Linked DNA regions of Triticum aestivum: region 2 is linked to region 1. Evidence: chromatin contacts called from public Hi-C data. All regions are on one chromosome and are shown on one strand. The core of a region is the stretch at or near the end of the contact, and the rest is flanking DNA. Distances in the headings are between cores, read along the strand shown.

What was found. Hi-C and Micro-C count contacts between places; a contact is called where the count stands out from the background.
Region 2: a contact with region 1 is called in a Hi-C map of leaf, with 5 times the contacts expected there. The contact joins the promoter of LOC123182282 here to the promoter of LOC123182280 in region 1. A contact is called at or near these places in 2 of 5 Hi-C or Micro-C datasets (both in leaf) and 1 of 1 datasets of contacts at active chromatin or transcription factors (leaf).

What each region holds. Positions count from the first base shown.
Region 1 is chr1D:386,694,367-386,699,453 of IWGSC CS RefSeq v2.1, reverse strand. LOC123182280 (phosphatidate phosphatase PAH1) reads left to right here and starts at 2,322. Exons shown (of 11, transcript XM_044594797.1): 1 at 2,322-2,472; 2 at 3,441-5,087. The coding sequence starts at 3,516.
Region 2 is chr1D:387,008,018-387,013,104 of IWGSC CS RefSeq v2.1, reverse strand. It overlaps LOC123182282 (protein CANDIDATE G-PROTEIN COUPLED RECEPTOR 7), which reads right to left and starts at 1,934. Exons shown (of 1, transcript XM_044594798.1): 1 at 153-1,934. The coding sequence starts at 1,853. The coding sequence ends at 480.

The DNA.
Region 1 (5,087 bases), core at 1,073-3,572:
CTCCCCGCGTGTTTAGATCGAGGTTGCAACATGGTTTGGTATACATGGTGATGTGGTGAGGAGCTGGCGAAATGAGGCTTCGGTTCGAGAATGGTGGATTAAAAACGTGACCGAGCGTGGAGATCAGAGAAAGGCTACCGCTTCCTTGTTCATGCTTATGTCTTGGGAGATTTAGAAAGAGCGTAATGCAAGGGTTTTTCGTAACACCGCCGCTACGACGATGATGCTCACCGCGAAGATAAAAGAGGAAGCTCATCTTTAGGCTATTGCCAGTGCCACCCACTTGAGTATTGTAATACCGCGAGAGTAGTTAGTTGTCTCCCGCTTTGCGGCCATTTGTCTTAAATCTTCTCCCTCAATCAATGAAAATGGCAAATATTTTGCCTTGTTAAAAAAAGGCAGGGAGAGGTACAGTCCCCTGACTTTGATTCGCTGCAGGCGCATGAACAGCGATTTAAACCCGCGTTTATCTACAGTAAGAAGCTACATTATTCTAGCTACATTACCTGCTTAGCTCTCGGACTTGCCTCAATGATTTGACGCAATGGAGCATTATATCTTCCCCGCCTTTGCAGCACGTCAGAGGAGCCGGTTCCGGTTGCATTGTACCTGCAGAGAAAGGAGTACATGCCATGACCTGGCCAAGTATATGAATGAACGCTGATTTTTTTTATCATAAAGAACTTTCAGTTGGGCAAGGCGTGAGAATGCTCACCCGTCTCATGGTTTCGTGTAACGAACAGGTCACACGAGAATGCCAGGGAAAAAAAGACACCAAGCCTTTTCTTTTACCGAATTTGGTCGCCTTGTTCCCCTGAACACTCGATAAAAGCCTCAACTTGTAGCAGAAGACGGCCGGTAGCAACCAACAGCGTGCGTGAGAGCAAAGGATTCTTTACATTTCCTGCCTGCATCTGCCAACAACTGCCCACGCACGTACTACGCTCTTGTACAGTCGTTAGTACGCCACGCCGGTTGCCGTGATGTCTCGTCTCGTCACCGGCAGGGTTGCGCGCGGCGGTCCCCTCTCGTTCTCTGGCCCTCGGTGCGTCCCGATCATTCCTGAGTCACTGTTGGATCCTACTACCGTCTCGTCTATCCACACCACGCCTCCATCCACTCGCTCGCTACTAATTTTTTTCTTTTTTTGAGACGCGCTCGCTACTATTCGTGGAAAATCGCAAAAGAAAAGACCCACCACGGTGGTCGTGTCTCGCACGGTCGTCGTGTGCCCGTGGCTGGTCCGCGGCTATACGCTACGGCACCGCACCCTCCCCAACTCGCCGAGAGCTTCTGGAAACGCAGACCAAGACCAAATCGCGTACTATCCCGAACGCGTTGGCTTCACGCCACAAGGCACCGCGCGCGTAGAGTACAGCAAAAGCGCAGAGACCAGGCGGCACTTGCACCACCGGCGGAATGGGCCGAAAATGGAAGGAGAATGACGGGATGGGAGGAAAGCAACCGGGCGGTACGTTCTGGAGGCCAGGCATATTCGCCCGGATAACCGCACTTTGTCAAGTGGTGGCGGGCAGGGTCCGCACGCCATCGTTTCGTTTGCCCCCGCGCATGGATCACGTACGTACGGACGCACACCGCGACGTCGACGGTCGGGCCGGGGCTGTACCGGAAATGCCCCTCTCCCGAGATTGGCACTCCAGCACAGCACGAGCCGAGATCAAATCGCTTGTACCCCTGCCTGCCCTTCTCGGTCAAACGAATATGTGTTCGTAACTTGCACATTTTAGCCAGAATTTGCAATTTTGATGCTACGTCAAACTGCCAGTACTCCTACAATTAAACAGGTTAGGTAGATGCGGTTGGGCAACAAGAAAAGACAACGCCATCACAGGCTTTATTACGCCCAGCAACCAACTATTCCTGCGACGAAAAAGCGCCTTCAACACCATGCCAGGTGGGCCCCCGCGGCGCGTAACTCCTGCCAGGCCCACCTTGGCAGCCTCTCACGCTCAGAATTTCCTCACGTCTCGTTCTTCAGCAACGCATCTCATGATTCGGATTTTAAAATGAGGACGCGGACGACAACTGCAGAGGCAGCTTGGGCGATCACTCTCCGGCTGCAACGATCTCTGCGCGACGTGGCGGCATGTTCGTTCATTCCTCCGCGGCCACCCGTCCGCCTACCTCTCTCCATGACACGTGGTCCCGGGCACCCACGTGCCCCCATATGTCAGCCCGACACCGAGCTGCGCTCAGTTGGCGAGGCGGACCGCGACGGCCCACGTGCGCCCCGCGTGCGGAGGACGGGCTCACTTATAAATGCGGCTCTCAACGCCCGCCTATCCCCTTCCCCTTTTCACCCCCCGTCGGTCTCCCCCCAAATTCCCACCCCCCGCAGCGACCCGCGACGCCGGCGCGAGCGACCCCACCCCACGAGCGGCGACGCGAAGCCCCTCAGACGAACGAACGGACCCGCCGGAGAGAAGCGGCGAGCGGCCGAGCCCAGTCGCGGTGAGTCCCCGCCCCCCGCGCTCCCTCTCGGATTACTAGATGATGATTTGGATCCAGTTCGATTTGGCATTTGTTTTTGTCCCCTTTTTCATCCGGGAAGGAAACTTCGCGTCCCGTTTTTACTGCTCGCGGCGTGAGTTTCGCCGAGCTTTCCCTGCCGAAGGAAGGAAGGCGACTGTTCTTCTGGGTTTGGGAATCGGGAGGTCTGTGGGTTTTGCCTCGTCTGGGAATCGATGATGGGCATGCGCGCTAAAGTACTAATTTGGGTAACCGAGGTCTGGAAAATGCGCGCAGGTTTTTGGACCCCTGTATAGGAGTAGCAGCATTTTCTGCTTGTTTTTGAAGCAGGTTTCTGTTTGAATGTCTTCATGAGTCAGCTCACGAGCAGCACGAGTTTTTTCATTAATTGTTATTTGTGGCGATAATGTTCGAGCTATATATAGATCTCAGGACACTTGGAAGTTCGAATTCAAATGCCAATATTACCAGCAATTATATCACGAAATAATACCAAAGACTGAAGAGAAACTGCAAAAAAAGGCCCGACACGTTTATAGTATATTTTTCCATAATATCCTGCGAGAACAGCTCGGGAAACTTCTCTGAAAAACACCCGCACTCCGGCCCGGCCTCTTCTTCTCCCCTTCCCCCTTCCGTCCCCCCCGCAGCCTCAATTGGCCTTCGCCGCCGCCTTTGTTCCACCCAAGCACGCGCGCCACCTCGGTGGTATCGCCCACGTCCTCGCCCGCTCCACTGACCTGGCCTGCCGTGGAGTCGAGATCTGTCCGTACCCGGGCTCGGATTGATTTTCCCTCGGTTGGTGGCGAACCCTAACTTGCTTGGATTGTTACTCGAGTCTTGTTCTGGTTTAATCTTCCCACCAATCCATCCACTCTCTGACGGATTTATTTGCTGCGCGGGGGAGTACGGATAGAAATCGTATACTACTTATGTTCATTTGATTGCAGAAATTGATGAAGCAATTGGACGAATCGAGCAGATCGGTGAGTGTTTGATGCGTGCGATCGAGGGCTCGTGCAGAGATGGACGTGGTGGGGATGGTGGGGCGCGGGGTGGGGCGTGTCCTCTCGCAGGGCATGTACTCCGTCGCCACGCCCTTCCACCCTTTCGGCGGCGCCGTCGACATCATCGTGGTTGAGCAGCCCGACGGCTCCTACCGCAGCACGCCCTGGTATGTCCGCTTTGGCAAGTTCCAGGGTGTTCTCAAGCGTAACGAGAAGGTCGTCACCATCGCCGTCAATGGCGTGGACGCCAGCTTCCACATGCTGCTCGACAACTCTGGCCAGGCTTACTTCATGCGGGAGCTCGTGCCTGGCGGTGAGGACTCTGAAACCGCTGCAGAAGAAGCTACGAGCGAGCCTGAAACTCCTCTGCGTAGTAAGAGTGACGGGGAACTTTACAGCCAGTTGGTCGGCCCAGAGTTGAATGAGGACCAGGAGGAACAAAATGGAGAGGAGTTTGATTCATATGGCTATTCCAAGTTGGAGGAGGCAGAAGATTTGGCAAATCAAGCTGGTGGGGGCAATTCAGAGATGCTTTTGGTTAGTGTGAACGGGTGTGTTCTAACTGCTCCCATTTCTTCAACTGAGGAGAATATGGAGAATGTGCAACTAAGTGACCCGCAGTTCCATTTGGGGCCTGGGGAGAGCTCGAGTGGCGACCTCAGCCGCGGTGGCGAGGTGTGGGAATCTGGCATTTTGGATGGTTTATACATATCACAGGAAAAGGTTAAGTTTGATTCTGAACATCCATCAGAGGCTTTGGAGGAGCTTCGGGAGGTGTCAATTTTGAAGGATGGGTCACATGACATCCCAGTTAATGAACATGAAAGCCTCCATGTCTCTGTTAATGAAGGCCAGACCTGTGTTGCATTGACCAATGCTCTTGATGTGTCGGTGAACAATGATGATGCTTATCAACCATTGACCAATGAAGACAAGACTTGTGACATTCCACTGGTTCAGAGCAACTGTGCTGCATTGACCAATGAAGACGAGGTTCAGAGTGTGCCACCACGGTCAGAGAACAATGGACTGAATTATCAACCTTTGGTCGTGGAAGATGAAGGTCATGAAGTTTCAGGGAACAATGGTGAGGGCTATCAACCCTTTCCCAATAAAGATGAAGCTCTTGACGTGTCGGAGAACAATGATGATGCTTATCAACCATTGACCAATGAAGATGAGACTTGTGATATTCCACTGGTTCAGAACAACGAGGCCTGCAAGTCCCCATCCATGGAAGGCAAGGTTTGTGATGCCAACAATGAGATTACTGAGGGTGAGGTTCAGGGTTTATCACAGTCAGGGAACAATGGTCCGGATTATCAAACGCTGAATGTGGAAGATGAGGCTAATGATATTCCAGGGAGCAACGCTGAGGTTGATCCACTCTTGCCCAATAAAGAAGAGTCCCTTGATATCTTGGAGAACAATGATGAGGGTTCTCAACCATTGACCAATGAAGACGAGACTTCTGATATTCCACTGGTTCAGAACAATGAGGTCTGCAAGTCCCCATCCAAGGCAGGCAAGGTTTGTGATGCCAGCAATGAGATTATTGAGGATGAGGTTCAGGGTTTATCACAGTCAGGG
Region 2 (5,087 bases), core at 685-3,184, 310 kb before region 1:
ACGGAAAGGAGGACAACCCATAAAATGAATAATGGTATCTCCGTTGGAATGAGTGGCAAATCATAAGATACATCACATCAAGTTGTGTTAACAGACAAACATAAGGATCAGCAATGGTCAAAGAATGAAATGACTGATTACCACACAAAAAATGCAGCAAATTTCAAACATTGCCTGAACAGTAACACCTGCTCAGTTAATTCCCTATGCACTTTTCAAGCAAGAACCTCTTTGCACGTATCCAGTTTAGTATCCTGCGTCTCATCGGCAAAATTTGAAGCTACAAGGGAAGAGGAACAAATATAATCTTACAGCCCTGCGGTACATACAAGACGATGAGCTATACCTGCTACCTGGTATCTGTATAAATAGTGTGCTAAAGTCTCAAGAGGGGAGATCAGATCAGATAAACAGGTTACCAAGAGAGCAATCAAGGCGCAATTGCAGCTCACGGCATTGTTGCGGAAAATTACAAATGTTCAGAGCTCGAATTCCTCTTCCCGGAGCACCATCTCCGCGGCCTCCTCATCGTCGTCGTCCAGAGAGAAGTACTTGCTCCTCTCGGCCGGCCTGAATGTGTAGAACATGTACATGTAGAACGCCATTGATGCCACTTCCTCGGCCAGGATGCTCACCCACCGGTACTGGTAACTGGCAATAGTCCTGAGCGCAAACACCACGATCCTGGTGAAGTACAGGTACCCAATCACCACGGTGTAGAACTGCCGGAACAGAGTGAGCTTGGACAGATTCCGCGCCGCCTTGCCGTCGGTCTTGGACGTCTCCCGGAGCGACCGCATGGACCAGACGACCGGGAAGAGCACGGCGCAGCAGCAGGCGACGTCGACGAACAGCAAGATCTGGTTCCATGTCACCCAGCTCTGCATGAACGGCCCGGTCTCCCCGATGACCGCGTCGGCGATGTTGGCCATGACCTGCAGCGGGATCACCACCATGAGCACCTTCTTCTCCCGGTCCTGCAGGAAGGGCCTCAGGAAGGACCAGCCCGTGCCGACCAGCACGATGACCGCGAAGAGGATGACGCCCTTGATGAGCTGGAAGAGGTAGAAGGCCACGTCCCAGCCGTGCGGCGTGCCGGTGACGCGGATGTAGTGCTGGTCCTCGGCGGCCGAGAGGCAGTAGAGCAGGCGCGCCACGAGGAGCGCGGACATGAGGTGGTGGATTTGGTTGGCCGCCACGCGGTCGCGGGAGAGCGTGAGGTAGGCCCAGCCGGCGAGGAACGCGGCGTAGCCGAAGGCGAAGAAGCCGTAGATGGCCGGGACGGGCGCCTGGCCGACGGGGAGGTAGTCCTTGGAGCCGTCCGGGTTGGCGTTGTACATCTCGGTGCGGACGTTCATGGAGACGAGCGACTCCGGCGCGCAGTTCGCGAAGTAGAGGCTGTACTCGTCGGGGTGGGTGACCGGGAAGGACTTGTTGTAGTGCCCGCCCTCCATGTCGTGGAAGGTGAAGAGCTTCTTGACGTAGGGGCTGGAGAGGACGCAGCCGGACAGGTCGGGCTCGTCGGCGCCGGTTGGGTCGTCCGGCTCCGCGCGCTTCTCCGCCGGCGGCCGCGACTCGGAGGCGGCCTGCAGGAGGGACTCGTCGGCGAGGAGGAAGAAGCCGATCTGCTTGGGGTCCGCCCGCGCGAAGGAGGAGGAGACGGCGGCGCCGGAGAGGATGATGCGGACGGCCCCGGTCTTGGAGAAGCCGAACTTCTCGAACAGGATGGTGTGGCGCGGGTCCTCCCGGAAGGACTCCGCCCGGATCTCCGCCGCGGCGGGGGAGGCGAGGAGGAGGACCCCCGCGGCGGCGAGGAGCAGCAGCAGGAGGTGGCGAGCTCCGGCGTCGGCCATGGCGAGATCTGTGGCCTGTGGGGGGCGGAATGCGTGGGAGTGTGTCGGTGTGCGCGTGGGCGGTGGGTGGAGCGGGGCAGCGGAGCACGGCCGTCTTATGTGGCGGAAGCGCGGGGGTTGGATGTGCCTCGCGATTGGTGAGAGTTCGGTAGGAGGTTGACTTGGGCAGTCGTAGCCGACGGTGCGATGGGAAAGTTTTTTTACACTTCGGGGTCACACTGAGGACGACTGAACGGCTTGTGTAGCATTATGAGAATTTGAGATCCACTAAGTGCCATTTTTTTTGAGTGCCCAGAACTCATTTAGATGAGATATAATTTGGTCTCATTCATCTTGAAAACAAAAACAGATACAACCCACGTCAGCACACGCATCTTATAGCATCACATCCAATGGCTATAAAAGATGAACGAGACCAAACTATATCTCATCTAGATGAGTTCTAGCAAAACTGTTTCTTTTTACATCCACCTATTCTTGTAGTACTACCTTCGTATGGTTTTTTTTGACTGGGCCTTCGTATGAGTTTACTGGCCCCTTTCATATTTTATGCCAAATTTTGACCACAAATTTGACAATGAAATAAAATCGTATGTCCCAAAAGTTATTTTGTTGGATTCATATTTGGAAGTCGATGCTACTATTTTTGTGGTATAGAACTTAATTTTTTGATAGTTAAGTCAAAGGTTAAAGTTTAACCCAAAATGCAAGAGGGACTAATAGAGGTAGTATGAATCATCACTTTAAGAAATCCTTTCTCGCCTGCCCATACTCTCCCACATGGCTTTGATTCAACACAACTGGGTGGTTCTAAGTTTTGTACCCCGTTTCACAGAGGTTTTGGAGTAAGTCGGCGAGATCAACGAAAAACAACCCCCGCTTCATCTACGCTAAAAGTACTACACGCTGCCACTCCGCTTCCTTTTTTAGGCTTTCTTTGGATTGAAGGATCTTTATAGGATTTTCACAGGATTGTGAACCTCAGGATTGTTTCCTACGGAATGCATTTGGATCACATGATTGCCTTCTCAAAATCCCTCAGGATTGGGTTTCGAAGGCGCCAATTCCTGAGGAATTTACACCTGAGGCCCGACCTCTTCGAAAGATTCCTGGCGCGAAAAGAGAGCGCTCGAGCAGCGTGCTCGCGCCAAAAAGCCATGCGTCTTCATGTGAAAACACCACATAGAGCTCTAAAAAAACACCTCGCACCGCTATGGAAGGAAATAAAAAAGGCACCGAAAGTGGCGGCGAGGTCGCGACTCCCGGAAGAAGAGGCGACAAGGTCAGATCCCCCGACAGAAGTGGCGGCGACTCGGTGACCGTCGGATACGCCGACCACCTCGCCCTCAGACCCCCCCTTCCTTGTCGAGTTCGACGGGATCAGCACCAGCCCCATCTTGGTTAGCCCGCATCACATAGTCCCTCCATCTCCTTCCCTTGCAATTATTTATAGATCGAGGGAGGGGGTGCCTGATATGGCGCGGGGGAGGCAGATCCTGCCGGAACTAGGCACCGGGTGTGGCGTTGGTGGTCGCCTGGCCGGCGAGGACTGTTGATGGCAGGGGCCCAACAGTAAATATCATGGTAGATTGAATAGCATGAAAGTATTATTCTGCTAATAGGAGATGAACACTAACCTTGTTGGTTTCTTCAGCAAGGGAAAGATGAAAGAATAGAGTCCAGACAACAAATGATATAAGCAATGTGGGCAAGGAAAGGAGCTATGCATTGCAGAGAACAAAGAAGCAAGCAGCAGGTTATTTATGCACTTGTTGGCTGCTGCTAACGGCTACTTCAGGACTGCATTAGCCGTTCGAAACATCAGACATGAAAATAACAATATTGTATTGTATGGGATTCCTGTACGTTTCCTATGGTGTAGCCAAAGGCTCTTTGTTACCCATTCCTCTGGTTTTAAATTCAATAGGATTGGCTATGTCATGACAACCAAATCCTTCATTTTTCCTATTCCTTTGTTTTGCAAATCCTGTGATCCAAAAATGCCCTTATCGGTGTGAAAACGAAAACACGTTATTCAAAGTGTTTGTTTGGCTTCTGGTTGGCTATTAGTGCTGTGGTCTTTGGTTCTTTGCAGGGATAAGGTACTTTTCCCTCGTAGTTTCGTGTGAGCACGAATGTACCTTATCATGTCCTTGGTGGACCTAGAGTAATCTAAGTGCCTTGATTTTGCTAATTCTAACCCTGGAAAAGTGTTACCTAATTGCATTGATGTTGCGGAACCATTCGCTCATGAGATGCATGTTAAGGTTTGAGATAAAAGCGAAATCTGTCATGAATTCAATCATGTTACAATTTAGTTCCGAGGCTTGGTCCCGCAAAATGTTAGCTAGATCTTATGAATTCCATTGTTCCTTCCTCCCCATTGAAGCCATTGGATTACATTCAAATCTTCTACTCTTTGGACTATAGTTAAAAATGTAAAAAGTTATTTTTGTGTGGACACTTGTGATTGTTTAAGGTTATGCTTATGCCAAACACAAGTTAGAGTTTCTGATTAAATTACATGACGTCATGGGGAATGATGACTAACCCTACCGAGTGAGGACTTTTAACTTGGTAAGCTTTGTTAATGAAAAGAATAATGGTGACATTAACCATCAATGGTCTTTAGTGATTAATCATTGGATTAATAAGTGGGACTTGTTGGAGTGCGGACTTTTGGTGCTCGACCACCATGGTGGGGGGTATTTTCAAAAAATCAAAAAGCCCATTTAAAAGTTTCAAAATTTTTATAAAAATATCCCATGGAAACATATATGTGTACCACATGAACGTGTGAAAATTCGCTTGAAAAAGTTGTGATTTGTAGGCTTTACAAAGAAAATTCCGGCCCAATAACATAATATGCTGGCCCATTTAGAAATACGTATTTGGTCTTTTTTTGTGTACGCCATGTATGAAAATATAATGTTATGAAATTTTGCATATACGTCGTATACATGTGTGTGTGTGTTCAAAAAAGAAATCGAAATTTTTTGCTTTGTGGAAAATTGTGTTTTGAAACCGTCCACCATGGTGGTCGGTCACCGTTGGCATTTTATTTGTCTGTGGATGCATGCCGGCCATCCAACCATGCCCGCATACATTTCAAATGAATTTGAATAAAACAAACGAATTTCAAGCAAACCAGATAATTTTTATTAAAACCAGACCAAATTCATTACATTTTCAACATATTTCAACTAAACAAAAGTGCACGAGACTTTTTAAACT